4 separate regions of the Zea mays genome follow, and regions 2, 3 and 4 are each linked to region 1. The links are chromatin contacts, called in public Hi-C maps. All regions are on one chromosome and are shown on one strand. Each heading gives the region's core, a stretch centred on a gene start, on an enhancer-like site or on the middle of the called end of the contact. The rest is flanking DNA. Distances are from core to core; before and after follow the strand shown. Region 1 holds the start of LOC100284983 (sigma factor sigB regulation protein rsbQ). Region 2 holds the start of LOC100278439. Region 3 holds the start of aoc2 (allene-oxide cyclase2). Region 4 has its middle 18 kb from the start of LOC100278439.

What was found. Hi-C and Micro-C count contacts between places; a contact is called where the count stands out from the background.
Region 2: a Hi-C map of leaf shows a contact between it and region 1, with 7 times the contacts expected there. The contact joins the promoter of LOC100278439 here to the promoter of LOC100284983 in region 1. A contact is called at or near these places in 7 of 25 Hi-C or Micro-C datasets (bundle sheath, ear, leaf and 3 more).
Region 3: a contact with region 1 is called in a Hi-C map of leaf, with 8 times the contacts expected there. The contact joins the promoter of aoc2 here to the promoter of LOC100284983 in region 1. A contact is called at or near these places in 8 of 25 Hi-C or Micro-C datasets (bundle sheath, ear, endosperm and 2 more) and 1 of 3 datasets of contacts at active chromatin or transcription factors (leaf).
Region 4: a Hi-C map of leaf shows a contact between it and region 1, with 3 times the contacts expected there. The contact joins the enhancer-like site here to the promoter of LOC100284983 in region 1. A contact is called at or near these places in 6 of 25 Hi-C or Micro-C datasets (bundle sheath, ear, leaf and 2 more) and 1 of 3 datasets of contacts at active chromatin or transcription factors (seedling).

Annotation. Positions count from the first base shown.
Region 1 is chr9:130,487,604-130,494,473 of Zm-B73-REFERENCE-NAM-5.0, forward strand. LOC100284983 (sigma factor sigB regulation protein rsbQ) reads right to left here and starts at 2,108. Exons shown (of 2, transcript NM_001157878.2): 1 at 1,459-2,108. The coding sequence starts at 1,829.
Region 2 is chr9:130,678,949-130,685,684 of Zm-B73-REFERENCE-NAM-5.0, forward strand. LOC100278439 reads right to left here and starts at 2,514. Exons shown (of 7, transcript NM_001151717.1): 1 at 2,109-2,514; 2 at 1,856-2,008; 3 at 1,671-1,748; 4 at 1,459-1,554; 5 at 1,323-1,358; 6 at 1,067-1,230; 7 at 503-924. The coding sequence starts at 2,405. The coding sequence ends at 762.
Region 3 is chr9:130,635,716-130,642,908 of Zm-B73-REFERENCE-NAM-5.0, forward strand. It overlaps aoc2 (allene-oxide cyclase2), which reads right to left and starts at 5,677. Exons shown (of 2, transcript NM_001147795.1): 1 at 5,320-5,677; 2 at 4,505-5,212. The coding sequence starts at 5,634. The coding sequence ends at 4,811.
Region 4 is chr9:130,660,646-130,667,097 of Zm-B73-REFERENCE-NAM-5.0, forward strand. No RefSeq gene overlaps it. Among protein-coding and RNA genes, the nearest start is that of LOC100278439, 18 kb to the right of the region's middle. Within about 2 kb of position 2,031, at least 18 of the 20 cell types and tissues checked have an H3K27ac peak or open chromatin away from gene starts, as enhancers often do. A contact at or near this core is called in bundle sheath, ear, leaf and 3 more, where this site is marked.

The DNA of each region.
Region 1 (6,870 bases), core at 858-3,357:
ATTTGCAGCTCACTACAGTTTTAAGCAAGGCACGTCTTTTGAAGGTTTGCAGCAAGGTAACATCATGAAAGGAAGATTTGGACATAATCCTGTCACCATATTAAGAAAAAAATATTTAATACCTCATAGCTGCAAGAAAAATAAAAAAAAAGATAGTTAAGGTGGGAAAATTACAAAAGGGCCAGATATGCATATCATGGCATTTTCCTTGCACTGCCTTTGTTAATTTGTTGTTTAACTCAAATCATTACCAGGGAACTACTATTGCTAAATACAAGAGTGAGATTCCCTGCAGAGTTCAAGGTGAACAACAAAGCTGAGCAAGGTCAATTTGCACATGTTTAACAACATGCTACACCTTACAATGGATTAGCTTTCAATACATGTTACAGTAGGAACACATAAGTGTTTGTTCTTCGAAAAAAGCCTATTACTATCTATATGAGTATTTGTCACCTCAACCAGGTTGGTTTTTATTTGAACCCAAATTGAATAATTATTGATCTTTAATCTCTACTGAACCAAACAGTCTCTAGTTTTAATTGCCTACACTGAATTATGGTAATCACCAATTGTCATCTTGTTTAAAAATCTTCAATCAACAACTAGGATTTCAGTTCTGCAAATTTTAGTGACAAGATCAATCTGGTGCTAGAGAAAAAGGTAACCTTGTATATATTGTGTACTGCACCTTATCGGTAGTTATTATGACCGTATGGCCCTATTTCATTCTCATCTCATCTGTTGAATTTCGGATCCAACAGTACAACACTCAACTACTATCAGTAACCAAATTTAAAGTATCAGTCATATTAACAGCTCTGAGTACTTGTAGATGACTGATCACCATCATCCATAAAGGTATCACGATTTGGGCGGCCCATACATCGGGCCACCTGATTTTGAAAGGTTAATCCAATATGTGATCCTCAAGTTCGAAATAGTGCGGTGGTAAGTGACAGAACACACTCACAATTATCAAAAGAAATAGTGCGGTGATAAGTGACAGAACACACTCACAATTATCAAAAGTTTTCGAGTATATCGACAGGAGTGGATCCTTCAAGAAAAGATGTCCACATGCTACTCTAGGAGGTCCTACTCTAGTCGCATGACTCGAGTGAACCACAAGCCATACATGTTGACAGCCATATGGCATATACAGTATAGAATTTCTGTTCCAAGTCCCTAACCGGGCTCTAATTTCCCAAACCCAAAAAGTTGCCGTCATGGGAACCGGGCTAGGGGTCCGTACCGGTACCTTCTAGTGCCTAGAGAGCGAGCGTATAGCTCAATTTACCAAAATTAAAGCACAACAGGGAAATCAAGAGCTGCCACAGTCGATTCGTTCGCCTGTTCCCAATTATGATGGTATGGATTGTGAACAGAGCAGGAAGTATATAATAGCAATAATAAATAAGAAAACAGGGGAAATTAAATAAAACTGAATACAATTACCTTGGGGACGCGGAGAGGAGCACGAGCTTGGTGAAGAGGTCAGGCCTGGAGATGGACGCGAGCGCGCCGATGATGGCGGAGACGGAGTGGCCGACGTAGATGCAGGATTGGACGCCGAGCTCCTGGAGGATGGCGAGGAGGTCGAGCGCGTAGCCCTCGAGCGTGGAGTAGCGGGAGAAGTCGAAGTAGTCCGGGTTGGTGGGGCCGGCGCCCATGGTGTCGAAGAGCACGACGCGGTAGTCGGCGACGAGGTGCGGCACCAGATGCTTCCAGACGGACTGGTCGGTGCCGAAGCCGTGCGCCAGCACGATGACCCCGCGCTTCCCCTCGCCCACCACGCGCAGGTTGTGCGCCTCCTCCACGATCCCCATGCCGTGGCGTGGGGGCTTCCTTGGTGGACGCGCTGGGCGGGACGGGAAGAGGAGAGACCGGGAGGGCAGAGGGGCAGACCGATACAGGGAGCAGAGCTGAGCCACGGAGGAGCAGTGGGAAACGGATGAATGGCCGGGGAACCTGCCGGTCGGGGAGGGGAACGCGCGCGGACCGGACGGACGCTACTGCTCCTGCTGCCCGTGTTTCGGCGACAGCGGCCAGCGGGACTAGGCGTGGGACGTGGTCACAGACTGGGTCGATAGGCGCGGCGGTTTGGTGGGGGCGGGGATCGCCTCACTCTGCAGTTGTCAACTTGCCATTGCCACTTGCCAGAATGCCAGTTTGCCGCTACGTCCTCCAAAAAGTTTGCGAATTGCAAATGGTACGCGGGCCGGCAGAGAACTATTCATAAAATTAATTTAGAGCTAACTATAAATTATGCTCCAACAACGTCTTAAACGAGCTCTCTAAATATACCAACATTCTATTCTACCGCTAGAAGTAGATTCTGGCCACCAAACACTTTGCTTCTTAGTCTGCTTCTACGAAAATCGCTTCTGTAAAAAAAACGTTAGAATTCGACAAGTCGTCGCGATAAGAGAAATACATGGCTTCCTAAATTCTAAACAGTACGGACAGTGGTGAAGCTAGAGCAAATTTAAAGGTGGTGCATTTAGTTTATGGATGCATAAGAATTTATTTTAGGTGTACATATATAGTGAAAATTTCAACCAATTCTATAGATTTTGTATTTTTAGGGGTTGCATTTGCACCATCTGGTTAGAGCGTAGCTTCGCCCCTGAGTACAGATCCATTCATCTTTTTCCGCACCCAAGCTCTATAATATTCATATTCTCGTGACAACTAGATTATCCACGAATCCATATTTAAAAAAACTCTTTAGAAAAAAAAACTGAACCAAACAGGCCCTAAGTATCTCTATCCGGTCGCTAGACTTGGTAAGCTGTTTTACACTCCCAATAGTCTATTTCACGTGTCAATCGCACTGTGAAATCATTTGCCGCCATCGAGTTCATGCATGTGTACAAGCGATGCACTTTGAATGACTTGAGATGTGAAAAGGATAAATTTATCATTCTCGTTTGACAAGTTTGAAGATGATCCATCCAAAAAATAGAGAAAACAGTCGATTGTGATTTATATCGAATAAAAATAATAATTAAGAAAAAGAATGATGATTATTAAACTTTATCATACAAATAAAACCAAATTTAAATCTACAAGTAATAACTAGAAAATTTGAGTTGGCATAATTTTTAAATATTTAATAACCTAATAATTGAGAAATGTTGAAGGAGATGATCTAAGGGGTGCAACGAGCAGTCGAGCACAATAAACATGTGTGCCACCAGACACAAATTCTATTGGGCATGGGTCTGAACGTATAATTGTGTCCAAAGATACAGTTGTGTGTTTTAACCTGGGTCTAACAGATGTTTTATAGTGGGCATGAAAAAGCTCTACCCGTGCACATGTGTGTGCAGAGTAACACTAACAAGTGAGGACCACATAACTAAGTATACATAATCAATTAAGGTTTCTCCCTTTCGTTGTTATTTCTAGGTGAGTATATTTTTTGTGGGTATATGTGTGCTCGCGGGTTTGTGGTGCCCGTGGATCATGGACGTCACTCATGGATCATGGATGTGAGCACCATAATCAATTAAGATGTTACTCTGTTGACAATCATTTATCACAAACTTGAACCACAAGAGCACATACCTACCTTGTGTTCACAGAACTCTTCATGGATTTACTGATAGTTGAAAAAACTTATACCAGCTACTTCTATGAATTAAGATAACTAATCTATGATAATCAAAGTGAACGGTTCTAAACATAGCATGAAGTCCACAAGGCATGTGAAGAGGCGATTAAAACTTGTTATAAAATTAAGAAACTCCAAAGTGATAGCATTGAATTATACCATTTGTCTAGAAACATGGTAGATAAATTTACTAAGTGGTTGTCATGTGATGTGACAGTTTGTGCATCGAGTGCTTGAGACCCACATGAAGCCTATAACCGCGGAGACCAATCCTATGTGATCAGAGATCATATGAAGTAGGATTGTAAAACAAGATGGTGGTAGACTAAGAGGAAAGACCCTTACTAGTTCTATCTCATATGTATGTCTTTTTCTTCTGTGAGGCATGTTGGTTTGTACTTGATGTGTTTCAAAGTGGCTTGTTGAAGCAAATATGTTGTCCTAATGGACATCTTTTGAGAAACACACCTATATGGGTTCGAATGTCAGTCACAGTTTGTGAGATTTGGATGATCTTTTATATACTCATGAAAGATTATAGAGTTTGACTTATATGCTTTAACCAGTGGGGAGACTTTTATCAAACTAGTACTAGTAAAGAGCTTTGGTGAAACTTATTTCATATAAAACTATCAATTCAAGGCATAGTCTATTATATAATTGGGAAGAAGTGTAACCTATATTCTAGATAGATGTGTAGCTTGATTGTCTCTACGGAAACACTAGTATATTAAATGACTCGGAAGTGAGAATATTACATAAGTGTCCTAGTATTTTGGTGGGGATTGCTAGATTTAATATAAACATGTCTTATATTATATTTAATAAAACTAAAGAAATCCTAGGAACATATTAAATTTGCCTGGACATTAGATCCCTACAAAGTCCTACGGGGCCGTCGGCAACCTCGAGGTTGTTCAGGGGTATTGGGGCCACCTAGAGCTATTAGGGGCCTCTTGGGTTTTTCGAGTGTGTGGGCGATCATGTTTTTAGAATATTACATACGAGTGTTGCAACGACCCACTACTCCCAAAAAACCTAGGATACGCGGTAGGAATGTTAGACAAAATAACCTAAGAAAGTATATCTATTCGATTCAAACTCCTCGTTAATTAAAATAAAGAGAGGTGGATCCATGTGTTGTTCTATAACTAATCCCGCACCTTTATAAATTTGTGGTGCTCTACCGTACAGGGTGATATCACAGCCAGTCAGCCACTTAATCTTGGCACTTTGCTGGTTTCTGCGTAAGATATCAGCTTGTGATTAGTGAATTAGTTGATTTTCTATGGACTAGCGGTGGAAGGACAAAGGAACAAGATGCAAGTGGCAAAGCTGATAGTGATAGGAACCAATACCGGTGAGCAACAGAAGCAAAGTAACTGGACATAACCTGGAGTATCTTTATGCCGTCTCTGTTAGAGCTCTTTCAATGGCTCTCTAAACAGATCTTTCAAAAAATCTATCACACGGCAGATTCCACTGTTTTCTCCGTAAAAATAGAAGGAGCCACCCCTAGAAAATGAGAGAAGATGAGACAAAAAAAGAGGCTTCTCTAGCTCTCTCATGTCATTTCCTCTACCATAAAAATAGGAGTTATGTTTCCAACTAAATGAGTTGCTCCTCCAGAGACTCATCCTGAGAACAAGGAATATGCTGTTTTTTACATGAGTCAGAGCTATAGGTAGAGCCGGTGATGCAAAAGCTCTACTAAGGAGCCTAAGTTTTAAATTGGATAACTCCGTTTTGCTCCTTTGGTGATTTAATTTTCCAAATAACCCGCTTGCATCCTTTTATTCTGGCTTTGTATGTTATCCAATAGTAAAGGTAGGTTACTCTAGATTGATTTTTTTAATGTTAAAAAATTTATTACTTTGTGACCTAAGCGCACCTCCAAGAGAGGCTCTAAACGTGACACTAATTTAAATATAGGACTCAAAACCATAAAACATTGTTGCAACAACGATCCTATTTTATAAAATTTCATCAAATGATTATATGACTCGATCTCTCGGATCCTAAATATAGTACCTCATAGCATCTTCAACAAGAAATTCTATATTTGAGTCCTCAAAATTAAAATAGGACCTAATTTAAAGTGTTTAGGGCCAAAAAAATGTTTGAAGTTTCAACAGTTAAGACATATATCAATTATTAGGAAATAAAATCATGTTATTTTAGAAATAAAAGGTTAGGAATAGTTATAAAATGAGAATATTGCTCTAGTATATGAGATAAACCTCAGGGATTGAGTCCTATAATCGTTTAATGAATTTTTGTAAAATATGGTCACCGTTGTAGTATGTTTTTGGTGTTACTATATTTCATAATAAGACATTGTTTAGGGCTCTTGTTGTAGATGCTCTCATATGAGCTCTATCCTTGTTTCACCAACCATTTATTTCCTAAAAATATGATTTATTTTCTAAATAGCATTATTTTAAGGCTTAATTGTTTAAGTAAAAATTTCTTTTGATGTCCTAAACACTTAAAATACGGTACTATTTCAAATTTTAGTACTCTATTTTAGAGTTTATTGGTGTAGATGCTATAAGAATAAACACGCTCATCATGTTTACTGTAGCAGCACGCCACCAATCGTCGTTGTCTCCTTTGGCCCTGTTTGTTTCACCTTTTTACATCTTCTGGCCACTAAAAGCCGCTACGAACTGTCAAACACTTAACTTTTCAGCCCGCTTCTATAAAAATTGAGTTGGTAAAAATCATAAAAAATCAACATGAACATAGAATCAGATAAGTCATGTAATAGTAGGTGTCACACCCAAGTTTTAGGGATCCAAAACCCGGGCGCGAAATAATCACCAGGTGTGTTAGGACAAGTCTCACACATATGATGAATCATGGTACAGAAACGAATGTCACGTCTTTACTATATAATAGGAGTTATGTACAAAATAAATAAATAAATACATCATATAAAGACAATGATCCAGCAACCCTAAAGTTGACTGGGAGACGATGGCCTAGACCTCTCACGAACTCGTCATAGCATCCTCCATGCGCCTCATCCTGCGGTACCTGCTCTTGACCTATGGGAAGTGAGACAGCAAGAATGAGCTCACATACGTTCATCGCTCAACAAGTTGTGAGGAATAATGTGCATGAACTCGCCAAAGGTGGGAGCTCATGTGAAGTGTAAGGCTTACCAAAAAGGATGGTTAGAGTTGAACATTGCTTTTAGTTGGTCAAAGTTTTATTAGCAGTTACTAAGTATAAGTAAATACCAATCC
Region 2 (6,736 bases), core at 1,264-3,763, 190 kb after region 1:
AGAACCATTAGTGTCTACCGGCGCCCTAGAGAGTTTGACATTTTTTGTCACTCAAGGGCTAAAGGAGATCAGATCGTCTAGGAACTATGGCGGCTAGGGTTACGGATGATCAACCCTTTCCTTTGACTCATATAGCACCTCAGGGACACATCTATGAATATAGTCATGTCCCCGATCAGGGTACAATTAGTTAGGATAGAACGACTCGGTAACCTTGACCGAGCTAGAGAACACACCCAACATTATCTTCATTGGCATTCTTGTTATTTTATCTTTCTATATTATATAAATTTAGATTTTTTGGAGAGTTTTTATAAGATATGCGTGTAGCATAAATTTGGTTAAGGGAGAGTGTTGTAAAATCAGTATAAAAAGGTAATGTGATCAGATGACTCCGAGGGTGGCAAAATTAGTTAGAGGGGAGAAACTGAGAAGTACACACTGTAATGTGTATTAACCCTTGCATCCTTTGCTGTAAATAAAAGGTCACTCTCTACAGATGTAACTCAAGAAACAAAAAGATCAGAGGTAACTCAAGAAACGGAAAGACCAGATGTAACTCCAGAAACAAAGAGAGAAAAGTGAATATATAAACTCTTGTTTTTTCTCTGATTCTGTGTTGCTTTTTCTTGCTGTTCCTTATGCTTGTGTGCCATTAAGAACTCAATTTCTAGCAGTTCAGTCCGAAATTTCCCATCTGACAAAAAAAATACGTCCTGTCCTGCCGCGTCGTACCACAGCAATACTGCTCTAGGTATTTATCAGTTGAGCAGGTCGTCCCACCTGCAGTACTGACCGCCGGCGAGGGCCCGGTAGTAGCGGTCCCTGCAGTAGACGGGCCGGCCGTCGGCGGCCTCGGCCGCGGCCGCAGCGAGGTCGTCGTCCTGCATCACCTCGACTGGTAGCCGCAGCAGCTCCTCCTTCCTGCGTAGGGGCGATGCGTTGCACGCATCATGAAACGAAGCTGCAGTTAACAAGAGAAGAGACGCACCATGCAAAGAGCTTTGCTTGCAGCATATGTTCGCCGTGGACCGTGGGCACACGTGAGTACGTGACGGCCGCGCACCTCAAGCTCGGCTTGGACGAGGCGGTGGCGGAGGAGGGAGGCTGGCTCAGGGCGTGGAGGAAGTCCTCGACCGGCGCGGCGAACGCGAAGAGCGACACGGCGCCCACGAGCAGCGCGCCGGTGCCCACCAGCGTCTGCTTCAGCAGGTTGACCACCGGCTTCACCTGCAGAGCAGAGGTTCGTCGTCGGTGAGACTTACCACAAATGAAGTGTGCTTTGTTTGGGGGCGGGGTGCCAAAAGAATTTGCGTTAGTACCTTGTAAGATCCCAGGAGCCTGTCACGGGCCAACACCTGTAGTTCAATGGAAATGCAGAAGTGTAAACATGATCTATCTGTGCAACTAGCTATATCTTGGTGGCCATTGAATCATGTTTGTTTGTTTTTTGTTCACCTCTGGTGGCTTCACCCACATCTGGCCGTCGTACCATCCGGTTTCTTCGTACGGTACCACCGCTGACAGCAGGCGATCACCAACGTAGCTCCACCCCTGCACAGGGACACGGTAGACGGCGCTAGCTCAAGTCAAGACTAGCACAAGCTGAGAACAAATTAATCCGTCGGCAAAGTCGACACCACCAATTCTTCTCTCGATCATGTCCTTACCAGGTATATCCTGAGAACCGCCAGTGACACCAGAAGCAGCGTCCCGATCCCAGCTGCTAGCACGAACTTGAGTGGATCCTGCGTGGCTTTGGGCAGAATTTCAGAGACCAAGGAAGAAATGGCCAAGCTAAAATCACAGGGACGTACGTATGCAGAGAAGGCTGGGGATCCGAATTTCGGCGCACCTTTCCTGGATTGAAGCTTGCGGCGGCAATTGGAGCCGCGAGCACAGTGAAGGTCACGAGGCACAGGCCGCCGAGGCGGAGGAAGAAGGACCCTGGGCTCAGCTCCGCCCACGAGTAGAGGGCGCTATCCTTGAGAGCAGAGTACTCGTTCACCTGCACCAAAACAAAAACAAAAAAAAAAAAACGTTTGGAAATATGAAATAATGTCCACAAATCAGTCATCTGAATTACTAGACATAGCATCTGGGGTTACCGGTCTTTGCTCGAAGGGGACTTGGATCTCCAGCCCGGGGTCCCAGCTCGGACCGCCGCCGGCGAAGCCGCGGCGGCTGCTGCCCTCCGGCTCCTCCTTCAGCGCCATCACCACCGTGGCGCTCTGCCTCGGCCGCCTCGCGACGAGGCCACCCGCCGCCGCTAGCGCTGGCCTCCGGCTGCGGCGCCAGCAGGGCTCTACTGCCGCGTAGCAGGCGCCATGGCCATAGCCGCCTGGAACAGGAACCGGGAGCACCACCGAGTGGACGCCGACGACGATCTTCAGCCGGAGCAGCATGGATAAACAGCACCCTTCCTGGCCCTGGGTGTCTGTCACGCCGCGTATCTGCTGCCCGCCTCCTCCCTCTGTACTTCTTTGCCTCCTATGCTAGGGTGTGCGGTGCGTCGAGCGGGCGACCGAGACGTGTGCATCTTTTTACGTGGTGCGGGTGCATCGGGCGACGGCTCGTGTGGCTGGCGCAGGAGGGGGGTGTGGCGCCCTAGCCTACACGTGGTGGGTGCCCGGTGGCACGTTGCCTGCTCGTTTCGGCGCGCGCCGCCTCATGCCTGGATTGAGATCCTCTGAATTTGTGGATGGGTCACTGACACGCGGGACTGAGCAGAACTGGGTCCCACGTGCAGTGACACAACTGCACAAATGCATAAATTCAGAGGACCCGCGTCCCTCATGCCTACGCTCGGTTGTTTGCCAGTCGTACCTCGGCCTGCATTGGGCTAGGATCCTCTGAAAATCTCGAAAATCAATGTGTGCCGGGCCAGGATTATTATGTACCTGCTCCCTCCGGTTTCCTATTAGTTGTCATTTAGGACAACGACATGGTCTCCAAAATATAACTTTGACCAGTATTTTTTGTTAAAATACAAATAAACTCTTAATATATTTATACTTTTATAAAAGTACTTTTTATGATAAATTGGTGCATATAAATATTAGGTTCCAAAACTAAATAACGAAATAGTTATTTGTAGTCAAAATTTTATAAGTTTGACTCGAACCTTATCCAAAACGACAACTAATAGGAAACCAGAGGGAGTACTGTTTTAGTATTTAAAGAACAAAATCACCCCTCACGAGTAGGAGTGGTAATGATCACGATTCAAATACTTCTTTACAAAATAATAATACCCTAACTAAATTTTATTTTAAAAATGAATATAAATAGATCTAATTCCAATTTGATCTGATCTTTAAACCTTACAATGTAAAATTTAGTTTATCGCACCCTACATGCATTTACAACTATAATCTATAGAGACAAAACATTGTAAAAACAGTAGAAGAAAGTACGGTTTAAAGTCAACCGAACAGGCTGAAAGTTACAATTCTAAATGGTTTTTAGTTTATTTTTAGTTCATGTCACATCGAATGTTTGGATGTTCGTTAGAAGTATTAAATATATTCTAAAATTCTAAAACTAATTATACAGATTAGAACTAAATGATAAGACAAATCTATGTTTGGTGTCTCATCCTAACACCTAAGAAAGCTGGGTCTGGAACAACTGATGGCTACATCGCCGAATGATCAGCTCGTTCCATGGTGTCAGCGAACACGAAGGGCAATGAGGAGGTGTAGTTTTCATTTCATCCATTCGCTGAAAGCTTGAACGGACAAAGAGAGTGAAGCCCAGGCCTTGTACTGATGAGCAAATAAAGTGGCAGTAGTTTAAAAGAACTGGGCTGAATAGATATCATACTGGGCCTTCGAGCCAACTACTGCACGCTACTTTTTATATATTAAAAAAAACTTTACTGCTCTTTAGAGTTCTGTATACATTTTCAAGATTAAACCAGATAAATTGAATAAAATTTTAATTACGTTTATAGATTTTTTTATAATAAAAATATTCTAGTTCGATTTACCTCTTGAACTTTTACTTAATAGTCCGATTTACCCCTTAGATCGCCACATCATTAAAACCACCATCAACGACGTCAGTGTACAAAGTAAGATAAGATGAGAGGGTTGAAAAAAAAACTGATTTTGTGGATCATGGAGGAAAATTGGACGAGGACGGTAGAATAACCGAGGGAGGTCAATTAAGGTTTTTCTTTCTTTCGGGGCCTTCCTCTCATAGTACCTCTTCTCCCGTTTCTACTACTAGCTAGTCCAGTTTGAGTTCCGCCCAGTGGACACCGCACGAGTTTTCGTCCACAAGACCTGAAGCTTCACCTTCACTTTGTTCCTTTGACACAACCATCACAGCGGCCTGCGCCGGCCGGCATGATTGGGCCACTGCAGACGTGGAACTGGAAACCGATCATTCTTTCTCGGTGCTCGACTCAGCCTGCCTGACATGCGCCTGCACAACTCGAAAGCGAAATCCACGCACGCCGGATAACGCTCAACGCTAAAGCTTCAAGCTGGTTCGTTAAGCCAATGATCTAGCTCGACTCGGCTTATTAAAAAAACCGAGTCAGAGAATCAGATCGGCTCAACTCATTTAGATCGTGAGCTAGAGAAAAACAATATTACATATACAACATAATCAATTTTTAGTTAGTTTTATACAAATTTAACAACAGAAAATAGTAATTATGCTCGCAGTTTAACGTAACACATCAATTCAACATCATCATTATTCAAATTCACAATTGACACACATGACCGTCGGTTTTAAACCCATTGGCACAGTCGCACAGACCAAATTAACAAACACAGTTCATCAGTCGTCAGTTTAATCCATATTCCATTGACATTGCACGTGCACGTGACATTTTCCACTGATATGCATATAGTTTCGTTTATTGAAATATGATAACTTGTTTGAGCCCGTGAGTTTACTCGTTAACAAAACCGAGGTAGAATATTAACTCAGCTTATAAAAAAGCTTAGGTTGTGTTTGATTTGAGGTTAAAATAGGATGAGGCGGGATCATCCCTAACATTTAGCCAGATTTGAAAGCAGGGTCATCCTAACATTCACCACCTTTTTGTTTGGTACAGAGGATGAATTTAGATGGAAGCATCCCAGTTTTTGTTTGGATGGTGGTCAGCTGACTTGGTTGACTTCAGACTTATGGAGGGACCGCGAGAGGGATGGGGGATTTTGTGGGACCACATCACCACCATGTAACCCTTATCAAGTATCGTAGAAAATATGGTTGTTCTATTCCAATTTTTTTTTGTACATCCAACAAAACACACCCTAAATAAACTAAGCGGACAAGCCACCGGTATTCCGTCCACTGGTCCTACGGTCCTAGTCCTTCCAAACGCCATTACGCCAAGGCCGGAAATAAAAGGCGCCGCGCGACACAGAGAGAAGCCCTCCGGCCGAGCTCATCAGTAGTACTCCGTACTCACAAGTCACAATAACACAACGTGCGGCCGGGAAAAGCCTACCTAAAAGCGTGCCCTGCACTGCACCTGCCCGGCTCCCCCTGACGACGAAGCGGCCGGCCGGCGGCATTGAAGGCCTTTCCCTTGCTCCTTCGACGTTCGTCGCCCCCGCGCCCCGCCGGCCAAATGCCGGTGAGACTGAGACCCAGACTGACACCCAGTACGTGACCAATGATGGGTGTCTGCCTCGGCGTCGACCGTCAACCTTCGCTGCTCTCGTTCTCCCTATCCATTCCAGCCTCCATGAAACTACCCGTGTCGTCGCAGTGTTGACGTACGTACGAAGTTGGATAATTAAATAATAGTGCAGCATCCAAATAAGAGCAGTGCCAGCTTTTCCAAACTTATACAACTGTTTGGCAAACTAATCAAGAGCGATGATGGTGACAATTATCTAGGATACAATAACAAGGGAGTAGCATTACCGACCGCATATTTAGGGCGCCGGGGCACCTGTTCATGCAAACGTTAACATAAATGGTAAGTATTTAATTTAGATAATAACACGCCCCTCACTACCGGAAACGTGTTCTTTGCCGAGTGTCTAAGACACTCGGCAAAGGCTATTTTACACTCGGCAAAGGCTTTGCCGAGTGTAACACTCGGCAAAGAGCACTCGGCAAAGGCCTACTACTCTTGTCCTTTGCAAGGGGCTAATGACGCCCTACCTAGAGCGATGGAAACGTGTCAACAGACGCAGATATATAGGACAAGGCCGCTCTAGCTGTTCTATCCTGCGTGTTGTTTTTTCCTTTCTTTCTTTCTAAGAGGCATCGCACATTGTGTAGGCGCTGGCATGGAATAAACAAGATGCGCTCGTACCACTATTTGGTATAGGATCGTCCTACTGATTCCCAAAAAAAAAAAAAAACTAGCTTGGCTACACATCCTCTACGTACACACTTTTCTTCATTCCAATGCAATTACCATAAATGCAGTGTTTTAAGAAATGTCAACGCTATGTGGGAGAGTAACGTGTTGCTCATCACTGTGGTAATAAACACTCCGCATGTACCTTAGGTCGTTTAACTGATGAGATTTGGCTAAAGTCACAAAATATATAGTTTTAACCACCGACAGCTACAATTATTCTAAATAGATTTACTACATCATAAAGTTGATGCGTGGATTACGAGTCACCATTACCGGATTTTTAATGATTTCGGCGCTGAAAATTTAGCAGCAGTATAGAAGTTAATTTATTCTTGCTCGTATTTTCTTCTTTGTGTACATAGCCTATTAGCTTAGTGCTACTACTTGATCTAT
Region 3 (7,193 bases), core at 4,427-6,926, 150 kb after region 1:
GGCCGCCTCAGGCTACTCGGGCTCCGCGCCCACTACTGATCAGGGGTTCGTAGGCTGGCCCTCGAAGGGTTCACAGCCACCTCAGACAAAAGAGCGAGGGATGACCCTGGGTACGTTCGATACATAACCGAGGCTCGGGCTACGCTCCCGAGGTACCCTAGGACATTTTCGAGACCAGCGGGAACGATCTTGTAATGAAATCCCATCAGAGGGAGGCATCGAGCCCTCGGACCCCGTCGACAGGGGACCGGGTCCGGCAGATCACCCGCAGGTACTTTTGAGCGTGCCTCCGGGCCTCTAGCCGACCCCTAACAAATGGGGCACGGGCGTCCACTCGGATTACCCGCCAGCAGCTCACCGGAGACACCATGTTCGGCGCCCTCCGAGGGCAACATGGCGCTTTCCCCCCTCCTCCTTGCGGAAAGGCGACGCAGGGGCATATGTAAAAAAGTCGAGTCTACCCTTGACCATCCTCTCGCCCTGTGCAGAGGCTCGGGGGCTGCTCTCGCAAACCCGGCTCCGGCCAAACTGTTGACAGCGTCAACATACCAGCCCGAGGACTTGGGACTCGACCGTGCACCCGGGCTACGGCCAGCTCGCATGAGGGAACGACCAGACCAGCCGAAGCATTGCGAGAGGCATTAAGACCTCGGAGGAGTCAAACCACTCCTCCGAGGCCTCGGGGGCTACACCCGGCGGGTGCGCTCGCGCGCACCCACCAGAACAAAACGCAACCGAGAAAGGCTGGTCCCCTTGCAAAAAAGTGCGACAAAAGCCTCCAAGCGAGTGTTAACACTCCCTTCGAGGCTCGGGGGCTACTGTCGGGGACCATAATTAGGGGTACCCTCAAGACTCCTAATTCTCAGCCGGTAACCCCCATCAGCACAAAGCTGCAAAGGCCTGATGGGTGCGACTAAGTCAGGGATCGGTCCATTCGAGGGACTCAATCACGCCTCGCCCGAGCCCAGCCTCGGGCAAGAGCAGCCGACCCCGGAGGATCTACGTCTCGCCCGAGGCCCCCCCTCCAGCGACAAACATACTTCCGGCTCGCCCGAGGCCCAGTCTTCGCCAAGAAGCAGCCCTGGCCAAATCGCCACGCCAACCGACCAAATCGCAGGGGCATTTAATGCAAAGGTGGCCTGGCACCTTTATCCTGACGCACGTCCTCCAGTCGACAGAGCCGAAGTGACCGCAGTCACTTCGCCGCTCCACTGACCGGCCTGACAGAAGGACAGCGCCGCATGCGCCGCTCCGACTGCTGTGCCACTCGACAGAGCGAGGCTGACAGGCAGCCAGGCCCGGCCTCAGGCACCATAGGAAACTCCGCTCCGCCCGACCCAGGGCTCGGACTCGGGCTCATCCCCGGAAGACGGTGAACTCCGCTCCGCCCGACCCAGGGCTCGGACTCGGGCTCAGCCCCGGAAGACGGGGAACTCCGCTCCGCCCGACCCAGGGCTCGGACTCGGGCTCAGCCCCGGAAGACGGCGAACTCCGCTCCGCCTGACCCAGGGCTCGGACTCGGGCTCAGCCCCGGAAGACGGCGAACTCCGCTCCGCCCGACCCAGGGCTCGGACTCGGGCTCAGCCCCAGAAGACGGCGAACTCCGCTCCGCCCGACCCAGGGCTCGGACTCGGGCTCAGCCCCGGAAGACGGCGAACTCCGCTCCGCCCAACCTAGGGCTCGGACTCGGGCTCAGCCCCGGAAGACGGCGAACTCCACTCTGCCCGACCAAGGGCTCGGACTCGGGCTCGGCCCCGGAAGACGGCGAACTCCGCTCCGCCCGACCCAGGGCTCGGACTCGGGCTCAGCCCCGGAAGACGACAAACTCCACTCCGCCCGACCCCAGGGCTCGGACTCGGGCTTAGCCCCTGAAGACGACGAACTCCGCTTCGCCCGACCCCAGGGCTCGGACTCAGCCCTGGCCTCCGCCGACGGTCTCTGCCTCGCCCGACCCAGGGGCTCGGACTCGACCTCGGCCTCGGAAGACAGACTCGACCTCGACCTCGGAGGAGCCTCCACATCGCCCAACCTAGGGCACGGACCGACCACGTCAACAAGAGGCGCCATCATTACCCTACCCCAAGCTGACTCAGGCTACGGGGAACAAGACCGGCGTCCTATCTGGCTCGCTCCGCCAGACAAGTAATGATGGCGCCCCGCACGCTATATGACGACGACGGCTCTCAGCCCCCTTACGGAAGCAAGAGGACGTCAGCAAGGACTCGACAGCCCCGACAGCTGTCCTTCCATCAGGCTCCAGCGCTCCTCCGACGGCCACGACACCACACGAACCGGGTGCCAAAACCTCTCCGGCTGCCACGATGGCGTGTACTTAGGGCGCTAGCTCTCCTCTGCTAGACACGTTAGCACTCTGCTACACCCCCCACTGTACACCTGGATCCTTTCCTTGCGCCTATAAAAGGGAGGACCAGGGCCCTCTTAGAGAGGGTTGGCCGCACAGGGAAGAGGACGGGACAGGCGCTCGCGTGAGGCCGCTCGCTCCCCTCCCGCGTGGACGCTTGTAACCCCCTACTGCAAGCGCACCCGACCTGGGCGCGGGACAAACACGAGGGCCGCGGGATTTCCACCTCTCTCTCGCTCCGGCTGCCTTTTTCCCCCCTTCGCGCTCCGTCTCGCGCCGACCCATCTGGGCTGGGGCACGCGGCGACATTTCACTCGTCGGCCCAGGGACCCCCCGGTCTCGAAACGCCGACAGTTTTGTAAAATTATCGAAAGAAACTATGCTAGCCAGTTTAGGCAGCTTGTATTTTATTTATTAAAAAGGAATAAGATTACAAGGGGCTAAAAAACCCTTGCAGAATATTTACAAGAAAGGGGAGCGGGGGAGAGAGAATACAATTCAAATATGTCCACAAAACTGGAAGCTGGAGAGGGAGAGGCAGAAGGAGGAGAGGGAGACTGAATAATATTACAAAGAGGTTGGTGATAGTTAATCTTATAGTATGAGGTAGCCGAAGTTGCAAGTGGCACCAGCAATGAATAAGTTATCTTAGTATAATCACATGTTTATGAAGAATACACATTATCAATTGTCACCGGTTCCCTTTACTTTCAGGTACCTGGAGAGCAAACCAACACATTGGCACCCTACCCACACTGTAAATCTCAAGGACATCTTGGATGTGAACAAGATTAACATGTCTCTCTCAGTCCAGCACACCATGAACTTTCAAAACATCCGGGAGAAGAACATCAGGAGGTCTGAGCTCGTTATGGAGTTGAAGAAAATATTCGAGGAGATGTCCATCCGGTACCACCTTCTACCCCAGAAAGTTGAACTCACCTACGTCGGCTTGAACCCACTGCCCATGGGTCCTTCTCATACAAGATAGAAGATGGGTGAAGACTTTTAAGTCTCATACTGACAACTTGATCCGTTTCATGGGATCTGACAACTGATGGCTAGCTGTGCAGTCTGTTCTGAAGTTACTAAAACTCTACTTCATGTCCGGTGTTCAAGAGGTTCCTGAGCTTCAAGAAGAAGCATAGGGGGAGGGAGGTCACTGTAATCGACTGCATGTCGCCGCCCGTGCCCTGGCCAGCCAACAACGCCAGCGGCAGGTGGCAGCCTGCTAGCTGGTGGGTCGGGCAAACGCATGATGGGCTCCTCTGATGTTGCCTCTGATGATATGGACCATAGCTACACGATATCTCCACAAGATACTCCTTCTCAATTTCTTCGTGCCATTTGGCATTAGTTATCGTGATATTATATATTTCCGTTGCAACGCACGGGCATTTACCTAGTAAAAGTTGAAGAGTCGGTTTGTCTCCTACCCTTCCAATCGATCTCCCTTCCCCCACCCACCGTCATTCAATGGGGTTTGGGCTGGCCCGGCCCGTTGACCTAGCCTGGTATAAAAAAACGAACTGTTAAGCTTTGTCTACCTATCGTGTATAGTTAGTCCAGGCCCGTTTCAACATCTGTACTCCTTTTATTTTGTAGCTTCTCTGTTAGCTCTGCTAGATAGATATGAGAAACTTCACGAACTCTGGTAAAAAAAAGTGGAGTGCAGGATTAAATTCAGCATGTTTGTTGCAGCTTACGACGACTTTAATTAAACTCAGTATTTTGTCTTTATAGATTGCAGCTGTATAGCGGAGTCCTAGATACTTCATAAATTATAGGTTTGTGAAGAGCTGTTAGCTGTATCACGGTGTAGTTAATAGAGCATAACTGATATTTTGATGCAGCGAAAAAGGCAAAAGTTTTTTTTAAAAAAAAAAACAGGCAGGCACGTGGACTCGTTGAGCCTGAGCATGTGTAACAGATCCTGTTTCTCACTTGCCTTGCCTCCCTGTTATTACAGTGAACGTGTAGACTCTGGAGTCTGGACACACAGCCGACTCCAACAAGGCAACAATCGCTTTAAGAGCACCAGCAGCGGTCGCTGCAGTTGCATCACAGCTCAGCGCTCAAAGATTCCCAAATCCCGTCGTGTCAGCAACATGTCCATCACCATCACCGTCAGGAAGGATTACTCGACGACAAAGAAATATCTCATTGTTTGTCCAAGGGTGACACAAGTACACAGCGGCTACTGGTTAACCCCTAACGCTACTAATCGATCATACATAATTTGGGAATGGAGCACACACAACTCGATCACGAGCTGCAGAAAGAGCAAGTGAATGAATGGAGAAGCACACACAACTCAATCGATCGCATGTTTATTGGTGCTACCACGCACGAACGTACGAATCGAAGGACCTAAGCCATACAAACATACAAATCGAGTGAGGGACAGGCATGGCAGGCAGAGATGGTTCCTGGGCTGGAGTTGATCAGTCAGTTGGTGTAGTTGTTGACGCAGGCGTGCGGCTCGGCGGCCCTGGCGGCGGGCGTGGGCTCGACGGTGGGGGAGGGCGGGACGGGCGTGCAGAGCAGGTCCCTGGGCAGGTCCGGGATGCCCCGGAGGTAGAAGGTGTAGAAGATCTTGAAGGGGAAGACGATCTGGTGGAGCTTGACCTGGCCGTAGGCGCCCTCGAAGACGCCGGAGCCGCCCGTGACGGCCAGGTACGACTCCTCGTAGGTCAGGTACGCGCCCTGCACCGAGATGTGGCCGTAGTCGCCGAAGTAGAAGCTGTAGATGGCCTCGTACCGGTCGCCGTTGCGGTCGGGGACGTGCTGGATGAGCACGCAGATGCCGGCGGTGATGCCCAGCCGCTTGTCCAGGCTGCCGTTGTAAACCTGGGTGCATGGGTGGGTGGGGAGGAAGAGCGGCTAAGCGGAGGCACCGATCAAGCAAAAGCAAAAGCAAAAGCAAAAGCAAAGCAAGGAACACAACGACGACGGACCTTGTTTGTGAAGGGGACCAGGTCGCCCAGCGCGTTCTCCGTCTGCTTGGCGCTGAGGCGCAGGTACGCGGGGCTCTCGCGGTCCCGCTCGTTCATCTCGTACACGTACAGCTCCTGCACCTTGGTCGGCCGCGCGTCCTTGGCCGCCGCGGGCTTGGGCGAGAACAGCGACGCCCGCACGGCCACGGGGCCGACACGGCTCCGCGGATGCTGCCGGAACCCGCCCACCGCGACTCTGGACGCCTGGCGCACCTTGGAGGCGGCGGCGGGGCTCGAGACCTTGGCCGAGGCCGGGGACCTGAGCGCGGCGGCCATGGAGACCTAGCAGAGGTGGCTGGCTGGCCTGGCTCTCGATGCGATGGGGGAAGGGAATGGGGAATTCGTGAGTGAATTGGTGGTGGTGTGTTTCTCTTATTTAAGTGGGTGACCGGGGCTAGGTGCACCTGCTGCTGCTTTGGGGGTCCATGTTGATCGTCTTTTCACGTCGTCCGGGGCGCACCGGCCATAATTGGGCACGAGTACAACATGCGCTGCGTCGTGCCAAGCGTCGTCCATCACAACGCCGTGTGTTCACAACTTCAGATCGCTGGTTGCCTTTTCAGATCTGAGTCGCCTCGTCCACGCTGCGTGTGTGCAGGCACAAAGGGATGGCAACGGGATATAGATATAGATATATACGTATGTAATTATATATGTCTATATATTCATATGTATATACATATATAGTATATATATATATAGTATATGTATTTAGAGCCCTAGGCTCTATTTAACTATAGGAAGCCCCGACCACGTACCGACCAGGTGCGCGACCGCACCGGACCCTTTTTGGCTTATTGTACCTAACTGCTTACGCCAAAATATAATACGAGTTATGCTGATGTGTGTATCAGTTTATACAAATATAGTCTACACATATTACGTGCATCGGGCCCACGATCCGGCCCACGCCACCACTATAAAAACACCCCCACGCCGCCAGGAATTCGGTTTTAGCGGCGGCGGCGGTTCTCTAGGGCGTGCGAGCGGCGGTTCTCTAGGGCGTGCGAGCGGCGGTGATCCTGGGGGCCAGCAGCGGTGTCACCTCGAGGCAGGCGACCGACGGTGGCACTCCACCAGGAACGAGCGACAACGACGCTCCGAGGCAGGCGAGCAAGCGGTGACGGCGCTCTTGAAGCGGACGGACGACGGCAGCGCACCCTAGGCCCGGTGACAACGGCGGTTGTCCCGTCCGTCTCTGCGATGGCCACCGCCACCGCCGCTCCAGCATCTGTGGCGCGACGACGGATCTGGGGACACGCTCGCGACGGCGGATCCCTGAGGCGCGACGGCGAATCTGGGGACACGCTCACGATGGCGGATTCCTGTGGCGCGACGGCGAATCTAGGGACACACTGCGGCATCGGATCCCGAGGGCACGCACGCGGCGGCGGCCCCATGAGGTGCGCACGACGGCGATGTGCCAGCGGTCGCGACGGCGGATTTCCCTAGGCGCTAGCGACGACGGCATCCTCCCCTAGGCACGAAGTGGTGGCGCATCCTAGATGCGAGGCGCTGGTTCCGCAGGACGGCGATCCTATTTTTATGCTATTTTGTATACATATTTATGCCAATGTCAATAGGATTTTATGACCTATATTTCAGTTCATAGATCTGCTTCCATCTATTTGTCTGTTTCTGATATTTCTATTCATTTACGCTAAAATTTATACTCATTTACGTTGTTTTGGTTCACGATTTACACTTAAATCCGCTCGAGCCAGAACCCGTCATTTACGCTGTTTTGGTTCACGATTTACACTTAAATCCGCTCGAGCCAGAACCCGCGCACAATTTTTACGCCGTAATTTGTCCCCATTTGCCGTTACGAAATC
Region 4 (6,452 bases), core at 781-3,280, 170 kb after region 1:
CACTAGGAGCGCGTGAGAGGCTCCTGAAAAACCTGGCGCTCCAGGTGTCTCCCTTGCGGCTCCTACGACCGCGACGTTCACTGTCATAGTCATCACCATCCTCATCATCTCGACGGTGGTTGTCGAGGCGACTTGATGGGGGTGGGTCGTTGCGGTCCCGTGGTGAACTTTCACCATCCACGATGCCATACTTCCAATCGAAGCGACGGGGAGCACGCATACGCCCATCACAACTGGGCTGCTCCTCCACCAGGTCCAGGTGCACAAGGACCCTAAAAGTCAGGCCACGTCGGGGAGCAGGGGCCATGCCATCGCGCGAAGACGCAGATCTGCATGTCAATGTCAACCAGGTTACCTTGGGTATGCGTTGAGGGTCTGTGGTCCAGGCCCACATGTTTAGTGTCCTCGCATCACGACGTTGAAGGGAGTCAGCGTCGATGTAGTGGAGGTCGCAGGAGCTTGCCACCACGCGCTTGGCGATGCTTTCATTCCAAGCGTGAAGTGGAATTCCTTCAAGGCACAAACGAACATGGTACTTGAGGTCGTCGTGGTCACCATGTATTGGCAGTTGCCACTGCCTGACTCGGATGTCGAGATTGCCGTGCTGAAAATCTCTACACGCCACTGCTGCATCTCTGTGGTGACGATGGACGAAGGTGATGAAGAAGTCTTCTGGGTAGTGTCTGGCCACCGTGATGTCAACCGGCAGTACAGCAAATCTAGAGCAGAAAGCTTTCTTGATGACGTCGATGCCGATCGCCGGTCTGTCTCGCCCCAGCCATGCCCAGACAGCATGAGAGGCCAGATGATCCAACTCAATGTCCATGTCGCCGCAAGAGTGCGCCACAGCGAAAGACTCCTCTGGGCGTATTGCGGTGCTGCTTCTGAAGGCCATCGTCCAATTGCCAAGAGGCGGGAAATTGGAATGATCCGAGGGAGGAGGTGCTTGTGGCTGTACTGAGGGTGGTTGTGGAGTTGTGGTCTTGGACGCCTTGTAGTTCTGAGGGCAGTGCCAGCTTTTATGGCCCGAACGACCACACTTGAAGCATTTCACCGGGTCCCTGCACTCAGCTGCACGGTGACCCCGAGCAAGGCAACGAAAGCATTTATTCTGCATGCTTGCCAGTAGCCCGCTGGTTGCTCGAGGGATTTTAAGAGAGGCGCTGGTTGTTGGGCGTCTTGAAAGTACCTTTGAATTTGATGTAGGTAATGCTTCACCCGCCGGACGGAGTCTGCGCTTGTAATGAACAGTTGTCCACCTAGAACCGGATTGGTCGGGCAGAGTGGAAGGAATTGAATCCCCGGGAGCAGCAGCGGTATGGTCAGCGCCGTTCACTGCAGGAACATCCTGCCGCCCAAATCTGAGGCAGGATTTGGCCGGTGGCGGGGAGTGAATGCTTGCAGGAGAGGATCCCCTTCCTCTGACGAGATCAGCAAAGCGCACGCGCTTGATTGACGACTGTTGATTTGTCGAGCGCAGGATTGTTGCCATCGAAGCAGCCGAACCATTCGTGGCGTGACAAAGGGAGGTGCTGTAGCCGGCTAGGCTATGATGCTCCACGCTGTGAGCATCAGGGTTCAGATCTGCTGAAACGGAGCCTACAAGAAGCTGTAGATCCGCGACGGGACCGCTGCCTGGGAGAGGTGTGGGTCGGCTACCTTGATTGGATCTTGACTTGCTCACCGCCGGAACAGAGTGGGATACGAGGGACGGAGACGGGGGCAGCTTAGCGGGTGGTGGATGCGGGGTCCTCTTACATACCTGCTCGCCGGGGAGGAAGTCCCGTTTGCTGATGGCGGAGTGGTCGCCAGTGCCGCCGCCGGTAGCAAGTGCCAGAATAGTCGTCGACCCCTCAGTATTGCTTACCTGGTCGCTCCTTCTGTTTTTTTCCTCGATTTTGTTTTTAAGCGTGTAGCATACAGAAGCACGGCCCTCGTGCAAGATCCGCCACCTCATTTGGCAATACTACTGCCCCGGGCCTGCAGCAGTATCCAAATGGACCGGCCCATTTATGTGGCCCCTGTCCTTTTTCATCAGGCATCGGTTTTGGGCTCACAGAGGAGATGGGCAGTTGCCTAGGCCTCCGAATAATTCCATGTCCATACCTTATCTCGGCAATGTGGCCATGCGCCCATACTACCCCATCCTGTTGGAACTGAGTAACTGACCATGATTCATATCTGATTCACCGATTGCCGACTAGCTTCAGTGGTCCCGTCCAGAAGTAACCATACTTTTGCAGCTAGCTTGCCAGGTTTCTTCGTCTAAAACACAGGTCTGGGTGCGCGTAGATCTTAGCTACTAGTAGTCTGAAACAATTCGAGTGGTCATCTGAAAGTTGGCGGATTTCATTAGCTTAGGGAATGTTTGAAACTCGGGTCAGTTACGGTTAGAGCCTCTAAACAGCTTTCAAAAAATCTCTCGCTGATACACCCAGGCTATTGTTCGAGCAAGACAGGAGAGATGCACGAGTTTCCCTATTGCTCTGCTTGTTGACCTCAGCGTGCTTTCTGCGACGGGTACATAGAAGCTCTATAGTGGCAGTTATGAATCTATTTGTATTGTCGTCTTTCAGAACCGCCAGTGTTAGGGACCAGTATTACATGCGGATACTGAGGACCGTCAGTGAAAATCGATTTCCACTTACGATTGATGTAAGAAAACCAGTAAAAATCGCGTAAAAAACCGTTAGTGAAAATTATTTCCAGAAAACATAAAACAGGTTTTTAAAACAGTCGAATCACAAGTCACGACATTTTTCACGAAGAATTCGCTCGCTACGCGATTCCTAGGAATCGAACCCGACCTTACTCTCGCGCGTACCCTCATCTACTGATCCGCATATGACGTTCTTTTTGTCTGACTATAGTTTTGTTGCCCATATATTACAATCAACTAAGTGTAAATTGTTTGTTTGAGACTGTAAACGAATATAAATAAAAATATTGTAAACTACAAAGTTATATAACTTTTGAAGTTCTACAACTTCTACATTGACAGATTTTACATCCGAGGTCATTTGCAAAATTTGAATTTTAAATCTTACAAATTTAGATGCAATTTTTAGTGACGGTTTCTTAACTGTAGAAATTGATTTGTACAGACGTTTCATTAAGAAAACCGTCTGTACAAATCACGGTTTTATACAGGCAGTTTTCGTAACGAACCGCCTGTACCGTCAGTAAAAATAACACTGACACATGGTAAGCGAATCCGTCTATAAAAATTAGATGGCTCCGTAGGCTTGGAGGGGTTTTTTTCTACTAGTGTACTCTTCATGTAATAAATTATAAAATGGTTGAGAGCTCGGCGCCTTTCTCCTTCAAACGTGCATGTGGTGGAACATATGATGTGCGCCTTCTTGTTGTCCCAAACAACAAGTGAAGGAAGGCGGCCCACCCAACACAACACACACACACACAACGCAGGCAAGGCATGCACCATGCAGTGGAGCCCTGCTGGTAGCCTGAGCAACAGCCAACAGACAACACCCACAGGCCACAGCGCAAGTGAGCTAGCTAGGTCGCTCGTCTCATGGGGTGTGGGATATGGGGACCGGGACAAGCATCATCACCTACACTACCGCACGCAGCACGGTCGCACCTGCAGAGAGAGAAAAGTGAAGAAGCTCGATCGCTAGAATAGACAGTGTACTACGTAGTTCGAGCGAGCAATCGATGGAGGACGCACACCAACACCAGCGTCCATGTCGTCCCGCTTTTCGTCGGGAAAAAAGAGCCGAAAGGAGGTGTGAAGGCCACCTTTGTTCTTGTTCCCCACGAGGGAGGATTGGTGGGTGAGGACTGATGAGGAGTCAGGACCCAAAAGGTGGCGCTGGCGCCCCCCGGCCGCGCTCTTCGTTCCAACCCGGCAATCCTCGGCTGTCGCCACGGCCGCGCGGAAAAAAAAGGTGCTAGTATGCTAGACGAGCGAGAGCGGCCGGGCACGCGCATGAATGCATGCATGGGGTTCTTTTCTCCTGTCCGCCTTTGCCCCCACTCGCCGTTATCATCACATATACTTACGGTCATAGCATATCGTTGGCTTCAATTCAAACAGTGCCGAACATCATCGATCAGAGGGCATCCCTCATTCCCTCCCACGTACGTACGTACAGGTACAGTACATATTGGTGTGCTGCGAAAAGAAACACAACCGATGCATATCATGTGGATGGTCTCATGTCAGCTAGGCTCGGGTGCATGGTGATGGATTCAGTAGGAATTTGTAGACATTCTCATTGAACGAAACACCGCGCAACACCGAAATGTTACAAAATTAACGGGGCCTAAGATACTAGTACCGAACAGATCTAGAACATTAGGGGTGAAAACGGATCAGGTATACCTGTCGGGTACCGAATACGGATAGTGTAAATACTCGTTTTTTCGATACGGATTCGGGTAATTTTATATTCAGGATGAATACGGGTAATACCTGGGTACTGCAGCTTCGGATTCGGAGCTAGGACTATCTGGTAAATACCCGGATATTCGGTTTGGATACAGGTACCCGTTTTTTCTTTTTCTGCATAGTATAGTTATAAAATCATAACTTTTACATATGAAATCGGATGAAGATAAAATTTATATGAAAGTTGTAGAGCTCGAAGAGATATATAACTTTGTAGTACATCATTTTTTGTTTAAACAAATCTTTAGACCAAAATCATTGAAATAACATTTAGATTAATATCAAATTAATATACTTTGTCATTTTTATGTGGAGGGCTTAAGGTTATCTTTTTATAGACTATTTATTAGTATTGATAACTTATTTGTAATTTTGGGTCCATGCTACAATATTTTATGGATTTAATTGGATTTTGATGATTTTTATGACAAAAAATAATAACACATAAATAGCCTCAAAATAACATGAAAATCTTAACGAGGCACAATCTATGTCCATATATAACTATAAAAATGTTTGGATCATAAGATCTATAAGATGTCTGTGTTCCTTCCATTTCACTTTCACTTATTTGTATGGGTTATATGTGAAATCACTGCAAGTATTCAAGTTTCAACATAATCAGTACTTTACTTTATCATTTTCATATAAGGACTTGAGTTATCTTCGTATAAAATGTTTATTAGTTTTTGTAACTTATTTGCAATTTTTTAGTGAAACTAAAATATTTTATGAATTTTTAATATTGTGGTGTTGGTTCTACAATGTCCTTATGGTTAGTAACTTTGAACTGTATGATGTCAATTTTATCGGTTTCATTTCCTATATTTGATCTATCATATACATGATTATGTATTGCTTAATTTATGCGTTTGTTGGATGGTTGGATAATTAATATCATCGTGACGAACTACCCGACAACTATCTAGTACCTACCCGAGTAGTATCCGTTATCCGTTTTTTACCCGCCCAGATTATTACCCGGTCTCGTCCTGTATCCGTCCCGAATCTTAACTATTCGTATCCGGTCCCGTATCCGAGAGAAATACATTAGGGTAGATACAGGATGACCCTGTATCCAGCTGTATCCGTCCCGTTTTCATCCCTATAGAACATGCATCTCATAAAAATCAACGTACAAAAAAAAGTAAACGAGCGACAGATTTACCCAAAAGATCTAAACCGCGATGAACAAAAAATGCAGACCTACATATGGCGCTTCCAACGAGTGACGATGAGGAGCACCAGCGGGCGTGCGAGGCGCACATCCCAGAAACCTGATTCACCAGCACCCGTACAGGTCGTCAGATCGCTGGTGTAGGTTCGGAGACACCACCTCTCCTTTTGATCTGCTGAACGGCGGAAGCGGGGACGACAGTGCAGAGAAGCGGTGACAAAGAGAGTTGAGAAGAGGATGGAGTCGGTTGCTTTTTCATGTGTGCCCTTCCCCCGAAGGACGTCTCCCTTTATTGAGGGTTGTTGCAACGTGCAACCGCTCGACGATCTCGCACCGTCCATTACTCTCGATTGACGTGGCAGATAAAAGGCATAAAAGAAGTTGTTTAGAACACACGTCACGTTAAGTTTCATGAAAAAGCACGAAACACAAGCGAGTGGAGCGCGTGTGTGATCAGTTCATAGCTGCCCCCATAGCCTTCTGTGTGTCACATGTGAAGAGAGACACACACCCTCTCTTATAAGTCGGTTATATATCTTCTAACTTGATAAGTAATATGGAGCTAAAGTCGCTCGTGTCATCCCCTTCACAACCTTGGTTTCCTTTATTTGAATTGGGGCCAAATTTCAACACGAGCCGTGACCTGGCTGGCTGACACTTGCCGTCCTGCGTGTCATCCTGCTTGTCCGCGGCAGGTAACTCGACCAATCATCGGAGAAAGGACATTGACGGGTCCAGCTTTAGTCCTAAACCACACCCTGCAATACAAACTCAAGTTGGATATTGGTTTTTCCTTGTCGTCTACTAATCAGCAAGCCAGCCATATCGATCGTGTCGACAAATGTGCTTCCTCGTACCCCG